Regions from separate parts of the Danio rerio genome. Here region 1 is linked to region 2. Evidence: chromatin contacts called from public Hi-C data. All regions are on one chromosome and are shown on one strand. Each heading gives the region's core, a stretch centred on a gene start, on an enhancer-like site or on the middle of the called end of the contact. The rest is flanking DNA. Distances are from core to core; before and after follow the strand shown. Region 1 holds the start of tbc1d25 (TBC1 domain family, member 25). Region 2 holds the start of mapre1a (microtubule-associated protein, RP/EB family, member 1a).

Region 1 (4,265 bases), core at 1,334-3,833, 280 kb after region 2:
TTTACATTTGATGCTGTTGCATTATGTCTTACTAAACATAGTGTTGAGTGGTTTACAGTTCTCTCTCTTTTGTTTTGGTTTTGTAGATTAACCCTGTCGTCATGAGTGCTGTAGTCGCATCAGAGTGATGTTTGTATTAACATGAGTCATGATAACAGAATGGATACAAATAGACTATACTTGGGGTACCCAGATGTTTTTCAACTCTGGTTAGGCCAAAGTATTGCGCCGCTGGCCAAAAATGCACAATAAGAGTTACAAATACAGTAGGTCTGATTCCATGTATGATTAGGTCAAATAGCTTCTTAGATTTGGTGTCGTCATGTTACTTAATCTTTACACTACAGGAATAATGTAGCCTAGACTCGATTGTTTTTTAAACATGAACTCATAATGCCAGTTGCCGCAGCTTTTTATGATTTTTGTTTATAAATCACAGCTGTTTTTACATACATGGAAGCTCCTGGTGGGCGAAACCAAATGCTGTTGTTGTTTTTGACCTTGCCGGGCCTCACTGTTTGTGGCTTTAGACTAAGCTTCTGTACAATCAGAGCATTGTTTGCTTACATTTAAGTCTGTGAATAGCTATGCTGCTAAATTCGGTTTTCCAGGAACAAGAAAGATGTCATCTTTTTGTATGTACGTGCTCTACAATTTATAAAATCAAATAAAAGGCTTTGTATTAATAGTGTTGATTCTCCTTCACTAAACATGCCAGATTTATTGCCATGGCTTCTGTGTACAGTTTTTGGTCTCTTATATCCCAATTTAATACAATTTTAATTGCTAGAAACATTATATGCTGCATTCTTGATTTATTTTTATTATATTTTAAGAATTTCCTCTGGTCTCAATTAAATGTACAGCTAATTATTGGCATAATGAAAACTAAAACTAATATAATGACAAAGGGCATAGATGGAAATATTATAGGGCTAAGGAAAGATCCTAGAGGCAACCATATTAATATCTATCTACTGGTAAATCTGATGTGATCTGTAGAGTAAAATACAGCACTGCAATCTTGAAAAAACTGAACCTAATATGAATTGGTGCTCAAGAAACATTTATTACTATCAGTGTTTTTTATGCTTAAAGGGATAGTTCACCCACAAATAAAAAATCTGGCATTATTTACGCATCCTCCACTTGTTCCAAACTTTGAATTTCACACATAGGTTTTTTCAAGGATTAGCCATGTGAATAAAAGCTTTTTAATATTTTTTTTTCACATTTTTCGAGGGCCTTGTACTGATTTTTGCTCTTTAATAAAACATACATTGATCAATCTTGAAAATTACTAGTCTCTGACTTTCAATGTTTATCATGTTTTTTTCGATGGCTGTCAATGGCTACAAGTTTCCAACATTTTTCAAAGCATCGTTTTTTGTTTTAAAAAGATAAATAAACTAATGGTTTGGTAAAAAGTAAGATTTTTTCCCAGAGGTGGGTTGCGGCTGGAAGGGCATCCGCTCTGTAAAAACTTGCTGGATAAGTTGGTGGTCCATTCCGCTGTGCCGACCCCGGATTAATAAAGGGACTAAGCCGACAAGAAAATGAATGAATGAATGAAAAGTAAGATTATGAGTCAGTTTTTATTCTTAGGTCTCAATAGAAAAAGACTTCACAAAATTAAAAAAGCTTTAAAATCAAAGGTTAATTAAATATGGTGGAAGTTTTAAATACAGTATGTTTAAATAACAGAGAATATAAATTTGAGGGACATATATCCTCACAGAAATATCGAAATCAAAAATGTATCTAAAGTGCGGGAAAGAAGTTTGTGGTGGTATGAAATATCTTTCGTTTAAAATAAGTTGTTATTTTTTCAAATTGCCAACATTTTCATCAAAACTTTAGAAAAATATATATATGGACATAGTGCTTCACGATATTAAAAGTGTTTACTAAAAATATATATGGACATAATGCTTCACGATATTAAAAGTGTTTACTATACTTTTGGGCCAAACAAAGGCAGCCCGAGAGCGTAAGAAACATTTGAAGAAAAAAAATGAGCCAGAAATGTTTGAAAATACGCGCACGTCTCCTTTTTGTACAATTATAAGGTCTGAATCTGCCTGAGACGCGCAGCTGCTCAGTAGCGCGCCGTGATCGTATAGTGGTTAGTACTCTGCGTTGTGGCCGCAGCAACCCCGGTTCGAATCCGGGTCACGGCAAATATACAGAGCAAAGCATTCGTTTTCATATTGCTGTGGCTGATACATTTTACAATACAATATAACGTATACTATACATTAAACGTATTCATTTTAATATATACAAATGTAATAACTTAGTCTTAGACTTATTAACGTTATATTAATTTGCCCAAATACATTCATCATAATTTAAATAACGCATTATTTGGAATGAAATCGCTTTAAATCACCAACAGACATTTGTTCAGTCGTTAATTCTAATTTTCATAAGATTTTTGTTTTTTTCCTCACATAGATCGTTCATTCCTTCATGAATCCAATGATGTAATGCAAATGTGTCGTCATATCCTGTTGTTTCAAAACGTGAAAGCCTTCGGTATGGATATAGTCGTTAGTGTCTGTATTTATGGATCTACATAGACGAAACACTGATTATCAGATACCTGAATTATCATTAAAATAGATATGTATTATACAAGAAACACCTCTAGCTTTGCTTGCAGCGAGGCTTTTATTTTGAAACGTGTCAGCAGGATGTCGGTTGTTTTTGAGTGTCTTGTTAGAGGAGTTTTCATTGAACCTGCCAAAGCAGTAAGAGAGGGGAGAACGGGTACCCGCATCCATTGTTATTTTACTTTCATTTTTTTCTTCTGGATGACAACATCCCATCTTTGAACGAGACCATTAGAGCGGACTACCCACCATGTCTGTTGAGGAGGAGAGGGGGGTAGTTCGTGTCAAAGTCAAGGTGAGGAATTTTGGGGAGCGAGCGGCAGGTAGAAACCCCAACCACACACACACACACACACACACACACACACACACACATCAACACGGCGGGCAGGATGAAAACACAGTAACACACAGCGGTCCTGTCAGGCCACGAGTGTCTGGTTTCACGTCTAACGTTATCGTTCGTCTGTCGTGGGGAATTGTTGTTTGTTCATCAGCCCTAGTCTTCACGTCCGTCGCTTTTTCTTCGTTGGCATCTTTGTTGTTTACGAATCGTGACCGCATCATAAAAATATGTTTTACAGTACAGTACGATCAGAACAATTATAATTACTATATTATTTGAATTATCATGCGATATTTTCGTGAAATATATTTTCATTTCGAAGTAACGGTTCAGTTTTTTCATCGTTGTTGTTTTTGTGTCCAAATGTAACCGTTTATAAACGGTCTATAATTAGATGCTTATTTGCGTAAAAAAACTTGTCGCACAAATACAGTGGTCAGCATGTATAAGTACACCTCTGACATATCTTTTAAAATTATATTTTTAATAGGAAGCTATACAGTATTTGTGCTTGTACATTACATTAGTCAGTGCTGAAGCCAATCAGGAGCTTATCTAACAAAATAATTTACGATGACTGTCCAAAAACTAGTACACTGAAATTTAAATGGTATAGAAAAATATTAAATACAATTTTGTAAAAGAAGAAAAATCAAGAGAAACAAATATTTGAAAAATTGAGTTGACATTTTGTCAATATTTTGCATGAATTTAATTGTATTATCTTTCATGTTTAGTGTCTAAATAGTATTTTAATAAATATATATGTTCTTTAAATCTGTTTTTTTTTAATGCACCAAAATACATTGCCTAATTTCACTGAGAAATGATAATATTAATTTTCAAAATGGGGAGAACTCAATTATGCTGAGCACTGTATATACCGCTGACTTGCTTGACCGTGAGTCATATTTGCTCTGGAGTGTCACATGATCAACCTGAATCCTCTTGCTTCAGTATTTCAGTCATTTCTCGGGTGTTCAGTCAGATTTAACGTATACAAAAAGTGTTGTTTATGCTTTTGAAAGCTGTATGGCTGTTGTTTCAGATGCAGGGCTTTGAGAACCACTAAAATAAAATACAGAGCCACTTTATAAAAAAAAGCTTTATTCCTCTTCTGCTTCAAGATCAGTAGTGTCAATATAATTCAACAAAGGTTTCTATGTTTTGTAAAAAGATTTTAAAGACCCTTTTAATGAAAACCATTTTTTTCCCAACTTTAAACACTAAAAACTGTCTTTTATCCATCTGTCATATAAAGGTGGAGATGTTTGTTTCCACTTCAGGAGAATAGGCCTCCTAGC
Region 2 (4,805 bases), core at 1,186-3,685:
AACACACGATTCTCCACCCCGCTACCTCAGTGCCATTCTGTGATTGGTTCTTTGTCTGGAGCAATGCCTATTTATAATTGAATGAATAAGTTAACTAGCTCTCTTTTATCTGAAATCATTTTAACCTCATGGTAGCATTTTATATCACTTTTCTACAGATATGTTCCTTGTTTAGGAATGTTATTTTATTAAATATTGCATTTTTTTTTTTTAATAATAATTGGTAGTACTAATGCTGTTTTATAATGTAGAATGTTTGGCCACCAGGACCACACTGAAAACACTTCCTGTTTAGGGTCATCTGAAAACAATATTAATATACATAGATGACTTGAATTTCAATTAAATGGATGATTTAATCCAAACAAATGAAAATTCTGTAATTTACTTACTCTTCACTTGTTTCAAAGCTTTTTAAGTTCATTTCTTTTGCTGAACACAAAGATATTTTGAAGAATGTTGTAAACTGACAGCCATTTTTTCAGATGTTGGATGTCAGTGGCGAATGGTGCCCAACATTTTTTCAAATAATTAATTTTGTGCTCATTAGAGAGAAAAAACTAGGTTTGGAACCTCCCGAAAGTAAGAAAACAGTTGGAGTGTTTTCATTTTTGGGTGAACTGTTCCTTTAAGACTGCAGCATTTTTTTTGTTTACCCCATTTGTTACCTGTGCGCACTTCCAATTTGCAACTTTTGGCTATTGGTCTAAAACTGTGGTCACTGCAGGACGCTTTTAATTTGTTTATTTTAGAATTTGTCATGATATATATTTAAGAGTAAGCCCCGGTGCTAAATTTTAAGGTTTTTTGTACAACATTATGCACACTGATCAAGAGCTTAACGTGAAACAAGTGCCTACAAGCGAGCAGGCTCTATTTTTGTGATAAACGCGTTGATTTTAACTGGCATGACTTGAGAATGAATTAAAAGGAATCATTTGAGCTACTTCGCATTTGTCTAGTGCAAGTATATGAGCATTTTGTCAACCCGTGTGGTGGAAGATGTCAGTTTGGAGCTTCAGAATGTGTGTGGTAATACTGTTTGTGTTCTGTAGTTGTGTGTTTAGCATGTGTGTTTTTAAGCCTTATGCAGATGGTGATTGTGTTCAAGGATAAAAAACTTCCAATTTTAGTGAGACACGGGCCAGCTTGAGATGAATGTGAGCTTTCGTGAAACATCAGTAACTGGATTCTGTGTCCCATTGAGATGTTTATGTGTTGTAGCAAAGCTTTAGAAAGTCCCAGAATCATCTTTTATCAATGTTAAATGTTATTAATGTGAAATGATGGTCTGTTTGTAATTTTGAGGTGCAGTATTGTCTCTTTCGGAAAAACTCCCTCAGGTCTCAACACCAGCAGGCCTCATTGGACTGGCATCTAATGTTACACTTGATTTTTTTTATTCAATACTTTGTGAACAGAATATACTATATATTTTTTACCCTTTAAATTGGCCTTAATATCTTTTTTCTGTTCTGTTTTCTTTCTGAAGGGGTCTTTAAAACCCTGTATTTTGGTGCTAAATGAATGCTTAATATTTCTGTAGGTATAGGATGGTTTTTAACTGATGAGTTACAAGACATAGATTTTGATATCTGAAATAATCTTTATCCCTAGCTTTAATATTCCGTGCTTGTACTAACATCACTGATGAAAAATAAATTGCACCAAACTCTTTTATTGACTGTCTTTTTATTGAAATGTCCATTGTATTAGCAAATAACTGTCAGATTTTTGCTTGTTATTAGATTGATCTATAATATTGTGCTTAGAAGCAAGAAATCAAATGCTTAAAAAAAAAAGATTATTACATATATAACGTTTGAAACTTTCTTTATACTTTATATTATCTTCATAGGATTTTAGTCATGCTTTTAATCATGTAAAATATACATTTTATTATGATCACTAAGCTAAATTTATTGTAATGCATTTTTTTAGACATACTGAAATAAAAGTCTGAAATAAAACTTATGGTTCACAAGGACTTTAATAGACTGATATTTTTGTTTATTTATTTTATTTACAATGCTTGAACAATAACAGGAAGGAACAAAAGACTGAGATAACAATCAATTTACATTCACAATCTTTCCATCCTTATTAATAACAATACAAAGTATATTTATTCATTCATTTTTTTTTTGGCTTAGTCCCTTTATTAATCTGGGGTTGGGACAGCGGAATGAACCGCCACAAAATTCATTAGAAATATACAAAACATTTAAATAACAAAAATTAACAAATAAAATAAATAATAAAGAAAAATACGTAGCAGGGGAGTCGAAGTTCTCAAAAATATGAATAATAGACAAATCTTTACATCGACTGTTCTCTAAAATACATAAGTGGTTAAATTTAGTGACTTTTATTTTGACGTGACTACTTTTATTTTGTTAGAAAGCGGTTTGATATAGTAGGTTGATGACTTTTATTTTGACATCTGGGGCTAGTTATCGAGCGTTTGCTGTGGTTTCAGGCTTGCTGCTGCTGCTGAAGCGGCGCTTTACGAACGACACGCCGGTGAAACGGAAGATCCCGGCAGAGCGCGGACTTTCATAATTAAATGTAAGAAGAAACATTGATTTAATAGGCTTTACACACTTTTTTTTGTTTTCACACGCCTTTTAATAGTAGTTTTGTTAATTTAAACGACGCGTTGTTTGTTTTATTGGTAGCGTAAACGTTATCGTTCAAAACTTCAGCGGATTAAAAAGCAACGGTTTTCCGTGACGCGTTAACTGTTTATATGAAGTTAAACAACACTAACAGACTAGTTTGACGCTCAAACCAGGGGTCATTCGGCATCTAACGTTAACAAAGTTCACAAAAAAGTAACTTGATTTTGTGGATACAAATATAAAACCAAACATTTTAATTGACATCAAGTAACATTCGGAAGTAAAAATTATGGTGGTGTAGGTTGAGGGTTAAAGGGTGTGAATGTATGTTTAAGGAAATGAGGCTTAACGCAATCTCTCTTCTCGTTCTCTTCTGCAACATCAGCGGAAAGAATATCTCTATCAGCTTTAAATCCTCGGTTTTGCCTCAGTCATGGCTGTGAACGTGTTCTCGACATCGGTGACAAGTGAAAACCTCAGCCGCCATGACATGCTCACATGGATAAACGAGTCTTTACAGATGAACCATGCCAAGATCGAGCAGCTGTGCACAGGTCAGTGAGCAGCTGTTTGGCCTCTTCCCTTCACACACTTTCAGCTTGAGCATCAATACATTACACACACGAGCATCAGTTCAGAGGTAATCACAAAGTCTATCTTTCATGTTATAATAGTGGGATGACATGAGTTTGTCATATGGGTTGTTAGTATATTAAAGAGATAGTTCACCAAAAAATAATCTCACATATTTACTGCCCCTCAAGTGATTCCAAACCTTTGAGTTTTTTGTTGTTGTTGTTGAACACAAATGCAGACACTTTAAAGAAAGCTGAAAATCTGTAACCATCAAATTCTATAATAGGTAATGCAAATGCCATGGAAGTTAAAGGTTACAGGCTTTCAACAATTTTTTAATTATTTTCAGTCTTAGTGAAGGGATGGACAATGATTGTAAGAATGAGAGAGGTTATTTTTGTTTTTGTTGGATGTTAAATGTGTAGTTATTTATTTATTGTTTGTTTTATTCGCTGATTCTGTTTTGTTCATGTCTTTTAAGGTGCTGCTTACTGTCACTTTATGGACATGCTGTTCCCATCGTGTCTTCCACTGAAGAAAGTCAAGTTCCAGGCCAAACTCGAGCACGAATACATCCATAACTTCAAACTCCTTCAAGCCAGTTTTAAAAAGATGGGTGTTAGTAAAGTATGTTAACCAGTTACATTTATTAACGCACACAGTTTTTGTTTTTGAAATTTTGCATTAAAAAGTTTTTCTTCACTTAAAAAATGTATATCATACACTTTTACCATGATTTACAGATAAATTAATGAAATCAGAAAAAAATCAGTGTAACAAGTAGATTATATAGCAGAAAATCTTGTCATGCATATTAAACCCAATGAATATTTTATAACGCATTAAAAGACTCTATTTAAATACTCTAACATATTAAATTACTCTATTTAAATACTCTAGTTTAACATATTAAAAGGCTCCATTTAAGGATCACAGTGGCAATAAAAATATTTATTATTTGTCCTTTTCAATCTTCAAAACACTAGGTTTTACACATTTATAGGCAAAAAGTATAAGCATTTACATTTAGACACTTGTATTTAACTATTCTATGTGTAAAATTCGACATGAACAGCAAAATAGGATTTCTTGGCATTGATTCATGTACTGCGTGTCTTGATTTTGGCTTGTTATTTTGAACTATCATCTGTCTCTTTGCAGATTATTCCTGTTGATAAGCTTGTGAAGGGCAAGTTTCAGGACAACTTTGAGTTTGTGCAGTGGTTTAAAAAGTTCTTCGATGCAAACTATGATGGGAAGGAATATGATCCGGTGGCCGCTCGACAGGGACAAGATATTCCAACCAATCAGAGTCCAGCAGCAGCAGCCACGGCTAACAAGGCAAGGAAACCTAGCTCGGGTAAGGAGGTCTCAATATAACTGCAGATTAACAAATCAGTCTTTATAGATTCAAATAACCTTTTTAAAAGTATGTTGGATTTGTCATTGTGGAAAGCTAGCTGTTCTAATGCTAACAGGTGCATGGCAGCTGCAGCTGCTATGGATTTAAGGCTAAAATATGTGGGTGTGACCCAGTCACGCACCCGTGGGCTAGTTCTACATGCTTTAGCTGCTTTTACATGTGTGAGAATAGCTGGAGCCTCACAT

What was found. A called contact is a pair of places that touch in the nucleus more often than the background predicts.
Region 1: a Hi-C map of hematopoietic stem cells shows a contact between it and region 2, with 2.1 times the contacts expected there. The contact joins the promoter of tbc1d25 here to the promoter of mapre1a in region 2. A contact is called at or near these places in 2 of 18 Hi-C or Micro-C datasets (caudal fin and hematopoietic stem cells) and 1 of 4 datasets of contacts at active chromatin or transcription factors (gastrula embryo).

What each region holds. Positions count from the first base shown.
Region 1 is chr8:25,550,691-25,554,955 of GRCz12tu, forward strand. It overlaps tbc1d25 (TBC1 domain family, member 25), which reads left to right and starts at 2,584. Exons shown (of 7, transcript NM_001128236.1): 1 at 2,584-2,910. The coding sequence starts at 2,866. It overlaps trnah-gug (transfer RNA histidin (anticodon GUG)), which reads left to right and starts at 2,109; the gene lies at 2,109-2,180. nt5dc2 (5'-nucleotidase domain containing 2) reads left to right here. Exons shown (of 14, transcript NM_001077143.2): 14 at 1-686.
Region 2 is chr8:25,273,734-25,278,538 of GRCz12tu, forward strand. mapre1a (microtubule-associated protein, RP/EB family, member 1a) reads left to right here and starts at 2,436. Exons shown (of 8, transcript NM_199864.2): 1 at 2,436-2,568; 2 at 3,007-3,175; 3 at 3,679-3,824; 4 at 4,359-4,557. The coding sequence starts at 3,055. It overlaps dnmt3ba (DNA (cytosine-5-)-methyltransferase 3 beta, duplicate a), which reads left to right. Exons shown (of 25, transcript NM_001020476.2): 25 at 1-1,680.